Linked DNA regions of Zea mays: region 2 is linked to region 1. Evidence: chromatin contacts called from public Hi-C data. All regions are on one chromosome and are shown on one strand. Each heading gives the region's core, a stretch centred on a gene start, on an enhancer-like site or on the middle of the called end of the contact. The rest is flanking DNA. Distances are from core to core; before and after follow the strand shown.

Region 1 (4,232 bases), core at 818-3,317:
ACCTGTGCAAGTGTAGCTCTGCGGACGGCGATTTCGGAGGCCTGCTCTCCCACTCTAAATGTGTTTGCAGAAGGTGGGACGGAAATAGGTTGTGTGCAACACGTCTAAGAGATTGTTCGCGCATGTGACCAGGAGTAGCCTCACCTCCTCCATCTCCTTCGTATTTGTACACACAGAGGGAGCGGAACGGACAGTAACGATCGTCATTATGACCAGAAACTGACAGTCATTACAGCCCGTCTGTTACTAGCCATAACACAGGAAATGGACAGTAACAGACGACAATAATGGACGATCATCACTCCAAGCAAATGTGCAGCCGTTAGGTAGAAATATTTAGACCAAGGTCCGATCTACCACGAGCCTCGCCCGCGGCCCGGCCGGTGGCGCTCCCACGTATGGCAGTCCTTAATCCTTTTCTCAACTTATCAATAGATGCATGGATGGTCCACCTATTTAAGTTGATTAATTTGTTCCTTAAACTTCTGGTACGTTACTAAAGTATTAGTACACTGTATCATTAAAGTGTGCCTTTAGCATTGACTACTATTGAATATTAATTTAGGTCAGGCCCACATTAATCCAACATAAACGAGTAGTTATACACACATTGACATACATGGCATCACATATATCACACTGTTTTCCTAAATTAAATTAAAACTGAAAATACCTAAATTCCTAACATATAATACGTCTACTATTTTTTATCGTTAATTTTCTTTCTACTATTTTTTATCGTTATTTTCTTTCTTCTATTTTAAAACAGAAGTAGATGCTGAACCTTAATCTCCATTAAGTCGAGTTGATTATCTCTAGCTCCAGAAACCAATATATTTTTAACGGTTTGGTTTAGCTGTTTTTTCTAAAAAAAGAGATAAAAAGGAGTTTTATGGCCATTAATTTCTTAGAGTTGATCAGTTTCTCATGGCAACAAGTACTCTACTGCATCAGCATCACGCTTGCACTGCCCGGGCTTTGAAGATGGGGTGTCGACCTGCTTTGTCGTTTAGTGGAATTTCAGGAATTCTTGACGTAACTTCAAACAAGAAAACATGCTCGGAACATATTAGCTTTCTATGCGTAACAACAAATCTTCAATAGTGCGGTCCTCGTTGGGTTACCAAACGCTGACTTTCCTGCCGTGTCTTGGTCTTAGGATTATCTCTTCCTCCGTCCTTATATCCTATTATAAGGTGTAACTACATCTTATTCTTGTTCTATAATATAAGACATACTTTCCTTATAATTAGACACACGTGTATTAATATACTAGTAACCTTGTTGATAAGCACGGTGGCCCAAATATTGACAAGTATGGCTTATCTTATCGTGTCATGTTGTGCCGCTCATTATGACGACTAAGTTTGAGATACAACATGGTTCGACTATTCGAGTTGTACTGGTCCGACCCTTTTCTTTCGTATCATGTTGTACTTTGGACTCTTATTTTATGTTGTACCGTGCTGACCCTAAATGATCCGGCCTAAACTTTCAAGTCTAGCCACCAGTTAGGCGGGTCTGCAGAAGCTTCTGGCCACGCCTTTTAAGTTATTGCACGTATGCACATGATTGTTGTCAAGATCATCTTAAATATTAGATTTTCTTCTTTTTGGCAGGAAAGTCGCGCGAGTTTGGTAACTACACACATAATCGCCCGTGATTAGTTCTAATAACAACAAATAAGTAACTAATAGAAAAGGCAGTGGTAGCAGTACATATGTAATGGTCCCATATCAGGTCCACCAACGACGACGGCGTAACGTGCGCGGCAATCTCAGCTGATGATGACAAGCACGTCAAAACATGCGTATAAATATGCTGTCAATGCTTTGCTTTGCTTTCACTGGCAGTGGAATTGAATTCTTCCGGTGAAATCAAAGCAGGGACGGTTCACCGGTGCATGATATTGATTGGAAGGTGTGATTAGATTGTTTTTTTGGCCTTTCATCAGGTGCATGATTGCGTGGTGTAATTAAAGTTGGCCCTCTGACTCTGGGTTAGTAGCTAGGTGAGACATGAGAAAGAGGACCGTGCCTTCCTCCGTCCTTCTCTCCCGTTGGGCGCCGCGTGTCTGTGGCTAGCTAGGGTAGGTTTGACAGCTCACCGTGGCACCAAAGGTGCAACCACCGTATAACCCAACCCAACCAGAACCAGTGCAGCTATTGCTCTACATATAAATCGCTCCTGCAGATCATGTATGGATCGGATGGAGTTAGAATTATTATTATTATTATTATTATTATTATTATTATATATATATATATATATATATATATATATATATATTGTGACGTCTTTCTAGACTAAACACTAATTATCCCTAGAGTTGACACGCTTTGTGCATACACGTCCGGCCCTGGAGCTTGAACTGTCCGACATGGCCAGGAGCCGAACTATCCGCTACGCATGGAGAGGCTCGGGAAAAACCTACATTCTGCCTCTCGAGTGGGACCCACAGGGAGGAGAGATTATAGGTTGCTTTCGGGTCGACATACCACTTAAAGCGTCTCAGACAATATAGAGCCGAAGATATGAGAAGATTAGGATTTGGGGAAACAACAACTAGGACTAAAACTAAACCTATAGGTCTAAGAAAATAATGTATAAGCTAGTTTGTATATCAATTTTTAGTGTTCCCGTACCCTTTATATATATATTTATAGTGGAGCTCTAGACACTTTTATAAGTGGGGTCCAACAATATCCCACAACAAATTATAAAAATATCGCAAGAAATCAAGATGTCGCAAGAACTTATCTAATCCCAGACTATCCAGGCTATCACGCGGGACGGTCTGGTGTCGTACTGTCCAGTCTCCCTAAGCCTCTAGTCGTCTCTCTTCATATCTCTGCTTCATAGGCGGACTGCATTGGCCACATGACGTACAGCAGAGATGGTAAATCAACTCTATTTTTCTTTGTAATTTTGATTAGTGATTTTAGAAGAATTTTTTATGTAAACCTGGATTTCGTTACTAATGATACTTTTTTAACATTGTGCTATATCAATTTACTTGTACAATACATTGATTGAATATGAAGAGGGGCGAAGATATTGCTTCGCTTTTTCGAAAACATAAAGCACACGCCGAACAAGTAATATTGAAATTTACTTTGCAACCGGTATGCACATTTATTTAGTGCATTTTGTGCTTGATGTTCATATTATATTTGTATGTATTTGTAGACTTTAAATGTTAAATCTATAGTTTCATATGCTAATACCTTATCTTTATATTTTGAACTATATACTAAATTGATATAGATTATACTAAGTTATTTATGAAAAAAATATGGCACTTAGTGCATGTGTGTTGATTGTAGAGCTATCATTTTCTAGATTTGATTCGTGTGTTGATGTCGCTGACCAAAGCTCTTTCCTTTGATCCCTTTCTTGTATCAACCCTTCGGAGCTGAAGCTCTTCAGCTTCGCCTTCGCTTTGCGCGCTAGTTTGGACGAAGGCTAGCTTGGTCATTCTTCGATAATACATTAAATATAATGAAACACTTCGAGGACCTTCGATAATAAAGGTCTCCCAATATAAGCTAATACAGTTCTATATAGAATTTATTTATATACTATTTTTGGTTATATGAGGAAGATATTTATATGCTACATTTTTATTATATGGGAGCGAGCCGATGAGTGCGTTATAAGTTACAGAGTAGAAACATATATTAGTGACACATTAAATCAATTTCCACACCTCATCCTATGAATTCGGGATATGCTTATATCTAAACTTAGGAAAATGATGGAATGTCAAATTTCAAACTAAAGACATACTCTATCAAATAAATTTCCAATTCCTTTAAAAGGAAGGGATCTAAAGATATTTGTTTTTACATTGGTATATGTATTTAAATTTCAAAATAAAATACACTAAATGCTGGTATCCACAGCCAAGCAAAAGCGTCGGTGCCACAAGACAGTCGTATTTTCCGAGGCTATCCACACTCTTTATACCTTTTTTTCTCTACGCTAAAAAAAATATTCTATTCTAATCAAAGAGATTCTCTACTCTATCCAACAATTTATCACGGTCACAATTATCCTACATATGTAGCTATATCAACTAACATACATTATATTATATTTTCCACACTTTTCTATCCCCATCAACATGCATTTGCCATCCCACCGTGTCTGAGCCTGCCTCAGACTGTCTCCAACAAGGGACGCTAAATCGGTCCTGTCTGTCAAATTTAACGGATGGAAACGTTCTCTAC
Region 2 (4,232 bases), core at 777-3,276, 580 kb after region 1:
ATCTAGTTAGTCAAGTTTACAATCTCCTAAAAGGACAAAAAGGAAACATAGCAAGCTAAAAGTTCTCAAATCCAACATTAGGCACCTCACTGTCCCTTTTACAATCATGAATAACTTTGGTGATATGATCAGACTCAAGTGCGGGCTTACAAGCTTGAATAAGTTCTTTTCCACCCTCAATAGCATCAACTAGGTAAACAGCATCAGGGAATGCAAGCTGCAATATGTAGACAACCAACAAAAAGTATAGCACATCAGGATCTCAAATGTAGAGAGTGGACACTTTAGGAACAACCTCAAGAACAAGACAAGCATATACAAAAGTTGGATGAAACAGCAGGCATATTAAGTCTAGGTGCATGAAAAAAAAATACATGTAAATGCATGACCCTTGAATTCAAGGTAATGAAGTAGCATTTCTAGCAGAAACAATTCGTTAAAAAATGAAGACCACTGAAAGTTATGAAGTAATGTTTTAGTCCAGTTATAAGAAAAATGCATGGCAGCTGCATATAGTTTTGTGATGACACAATCATGATCATGAAAATATATTAAGTCTAGGTGCATGAAAAAAATACATGTAAATGCATGACCCTTGAATTCAAGGTAATGAAGTAGCATTTCTAGCAGAAACAATTCGTTACAAAATGAAGACCACTGAAAGTAATGAAGTAATGTTTTATTCCACTTATAAGAAAAATGAATGGCTGCTGCATAAAGTTTTTTGTGATGTCACAATCATGAAAACAAAACCCTATAATACAACATCATGCCAGCTAAGGTTACTTTTGCTCACCTGCATAATACAGAGAGCACCATTGCGGCAGAGATCAACACCTTCACAGTCAAATCCAATTACCAACTTCTGGGCAGCTGAGGGTTCAAGAAACTCGACTGGGAGTTGACCAGGTTTGGTAACGATATGATAGGAGGGGCATGGTAATTCTGGGTTGTTATCTGCAAGAGAAATCAAGTGATCAATACAAAGCAATTAAAATTGGCTCATTGGTGCACAACTGTAGAAGCAACCCCAATCAAGGGGAAACTATATGGACAAAAACAGTTCCCTGTTCTGAGCAAGATAACCGATCCTAGCAAGCAAAAAACCTACCAACAAAACACACAGGTAGCGATATGCAGCCAATTTCACTGCCAAACTATTAAGTAAATGGATAAAGTGCATCGGAATGGAATCATAAGAACTTGTTCCAGAATTTCTGGCACAATGCAGCTACACAACTAATTCTTCATCAATGCTAAAAAGAGTACTGATGAAGTAGCCAGCACCTATCAGCAAGTAATTATCACAAGATCAGGCACTATGATATTCACAAATTATTTGCATATAAAAATACAGAACTATTGGTGATTGAAGAGAACAAGTATTTCACTTGGAACTATGGGCATTCACTCCAAGTAATTCTGCAATCCCGCCCAAAAAAGACCTAGTCCCTAGAGCAACCCGCACGAAGTTACTAGCTGCGCGATCAAATAAGCATCTGCATACCAACATTACGAGCCCAAAAACCCTAAGATTATACCATGACACAAAACGCTCCAACAAAACACAGCAAGGTAGAAGCTAAAACACAAGTACACAAGGACTAAACGAACTCCCAGAACCCTAAAAGCAGCGGACGCCGATGCGGCACCGTGAGCACAGATGTACGGGCTCGCGCCGCGCGGGCGCAGCACTATGAGCGCGAAACGGTGGGGCGCTTCAAGCGAAACGGAGGGGCCGCTCGGTCATATGCGAAACGGAGCAGCAGGCAGCGGGATCGCAGCGACCTAACGCGCCACGATTTACACCGCGAGTAGAGCAACACTGGGAGAGCCGAGCCACCAGGAGGATGAAGAGAGAGGGGAGAGGCATAGGTAAGTGCCGCACCTGAGGGGTCGTCAGCGTCGGCGGGGTCGAGGGGCTCGGAATGGTGGGAGGCCATCCCGATCCCCTCACGATCGCTCGCAGGGGGAGAGAGGCAGGAGGCGGGCGCACCGGCGACGTTGAGGAACAAGGACGAAAAGGGAACACGAGGGGTGCGCCGTGCGCGGCTGCGCCTACTCGGCTATAGCTAATAGTCGCCGCGCCGGTGCTGCGGAAGTGAGGCGACGGTTACCGCTAGCAGCTGTCGGCTGGGCTTGGGCCTGTTCATTTATTGCGTGAACTCCACTGGCAGCCCAATCTGCGATGATGATGCCCTGATGCTATTGCACTCCCTCAACTAACAATTTACTGTGGTAAGGCTATCCACACTCGTACCATTCTAAATATTCTTTTTTATAGCAAAATTCTTTACCCTATATTATTATATTGACTCTATATCTTAATCATATACCAACTACTATATGTATAATATTATTTTTTCCTATTCTTTTTCTTTTCTTACTCAACTACCTCCTGTTTATTGTACTGATGTTGTACGGCGAGTAGAAGGTTAGTAAACTCTGGGAATAACGTTTCTTGTGCTCGCTCTAATTCTGCATACACGGCTGCAGCATTTACCTACTGCATACAGCATACTGCATATGTAATTGCATGATCATAGCGTTTGTTTTGGCGTTTGTGACTGCGGCTAGCCTAAACTCACTTTTTCTTTCGAACTCCATAATCAGATATCTGACTCACAAGACCATTCAAATTACTTCCTGCTATAGTTTCATAGTTTCAAGTAGTTTTAAAAACGGTTTTGTCTCTTTCTTATTTTTAGTTAAATCTAGTAAATACTTGATATAAGACTATTAAAACATAGAAAACATCTCTATATTTCTAAAAATTTTGAAAAAAAAAATCCTAGAGCAGAAGCTTTCAAAAAATAGAACTATATTCCAAACATCCAAAAAAGTTTCAAACATTATAATCGATGCCTCAGCGTGTTTTGAAAACTTTTCACAAAACATTTTGACTAAACTTATTTAATTTTGGCAAAGTTTATAGAAAATACATCAAAATGTATAATGTCTGTTGACGGGAAAAGGTGGCCAAGATATGTGAAGGACTTTATAACTACGTTCCTAATGTCATAACAATCTAGAAAAAATATTTGGATCGTCACATTTAAATTCCGCTCGACAAAAGGAAGGTTTTAGGTTGTCTCCAGCAACGTCCTCTATATCTATCCTCTATATCTATCTCAGTCTCCTTTAAAAGATTTCATCCTTTATATATCCTTTCTCTTCAACAACATACTCTAAATCATGTCATCTATACACAAATACGTATATTAGAGATATTTTTATTTTTTATTTTTTACATATGTATTTTTCATACTCTCAAATGTATTGTACATATTTTAGTTTTGCTAAACCGGTTATTTAAAGTATTCAAATAGATAGAGGCCCGTTTAGAGAAACTCTATATATATAGAATCTAGCAGCGTCCTCTAAATTTAGAGGACCATTTAGAGGACGTTGCTGGAGAGCATGGTTTTCTATATTTAGAGTAGAGGAGGTTTTAGAGACTATTGCTTATTGCTGGAGCCAGCCTTAGGCTATCCACAACTTTGCACGATACTCTACCGAGTTGGAGTAAACTATAGGGCAAGAAAAAGACCACAACTGGATACTCTAAAATAGAGGCGGGCATGAAGAACGGCACATTCAGTTCAGCATATGTACGGCAGCCACTCTATGCATTATACCAATGAGCAGCAGCGGCAACATGTGTACGAAAAAGTTTTGATAGTTGGTATAGGGTTGAGATATGAAGTAAATATAAATGCGGAGGATTATGATATAGTGTAAAGAATTTTGCTGATAAGGATAGAATTTTTTTTTAGATAAAAATTTAGAGTTACATGAGTGCGAGCCTTAGACCTATTTACTGTAAATGGAACACGGCTAGCAGATTTCTCGTTAGGATAGTTTTTTCTGTTGTTCTGGTAACTGTAGGAGTAAACCTACATGGTTTAGAATGATTAGAAACAAACCTACATGGTCTAAAATAATTAGGAGCATAACACATAGCTCTTTAAAATTCTTACAAATGTTATCAACATTCTACAAGTGGTTCTTAGATTCTACTGACGATATCATTTAATTTATACATGTCGAAGTCTAAATTATAGATGACTTTCTCATAAATATCACCTTAGTAACACTCGCACTTATGTATTGTTATCCTTTATATAATATCTTGACCTTAAAAGTTCAAGTGCATGTCTCCTACAAATATTCAAAATCTGTATGCACACCTTTAGGGAGAGGTCACTCTATAAATCAACATCTTTGAGACT

The links. A called contact is a pair of places that touch in the nucleus more often than the background predicts.
Region 2: a contact with region 1 is called in a Hi-C map of ear, with 2.3 times the contacts expected there. The contact joins the promoter of LOC100273227 here to the enhancer-like site in region 1. A contact is called at or near these places in 2 of 25 Hi-C or Micro-C datasets (ear and tassel).

Annotation. Positions count from the first base shown.
Region 1 is chr8:141,389,499-141,393,730 of Zm-B73-REFERENCE-NAM-5.0, forward strand. No RefSeq gene overlaps it. Among protein-coding and RNA genes, the nearest start is that of LOC111347722, 4.3 kb to the right of the region's middle. Within about 2 kb of position 2,068, at least 15 of the 20 cell types and tissues checked have an H3K27ac peak or open chromatin away from gene starts, as enhancers often do. A contact at or near this core is called in ear and tassel, where this site is marked.
Region 2 is chr8:141,967,863-141,972,094 of Zm-B73-REFERENCE-NAM-5.0, forward strand. It overlaps LOC100273227 (3'-5' exonuclease domain-containing protein / K homology domain-containing protein / KH domain-containing protein), which reads right to left and starts at 2,027. Exons shown (of 10, transcript NM_001147669.1): 1 at 1,889-2,027; 2 at 797-957; 3 at 86-217. The coding sequence starts at 1,943.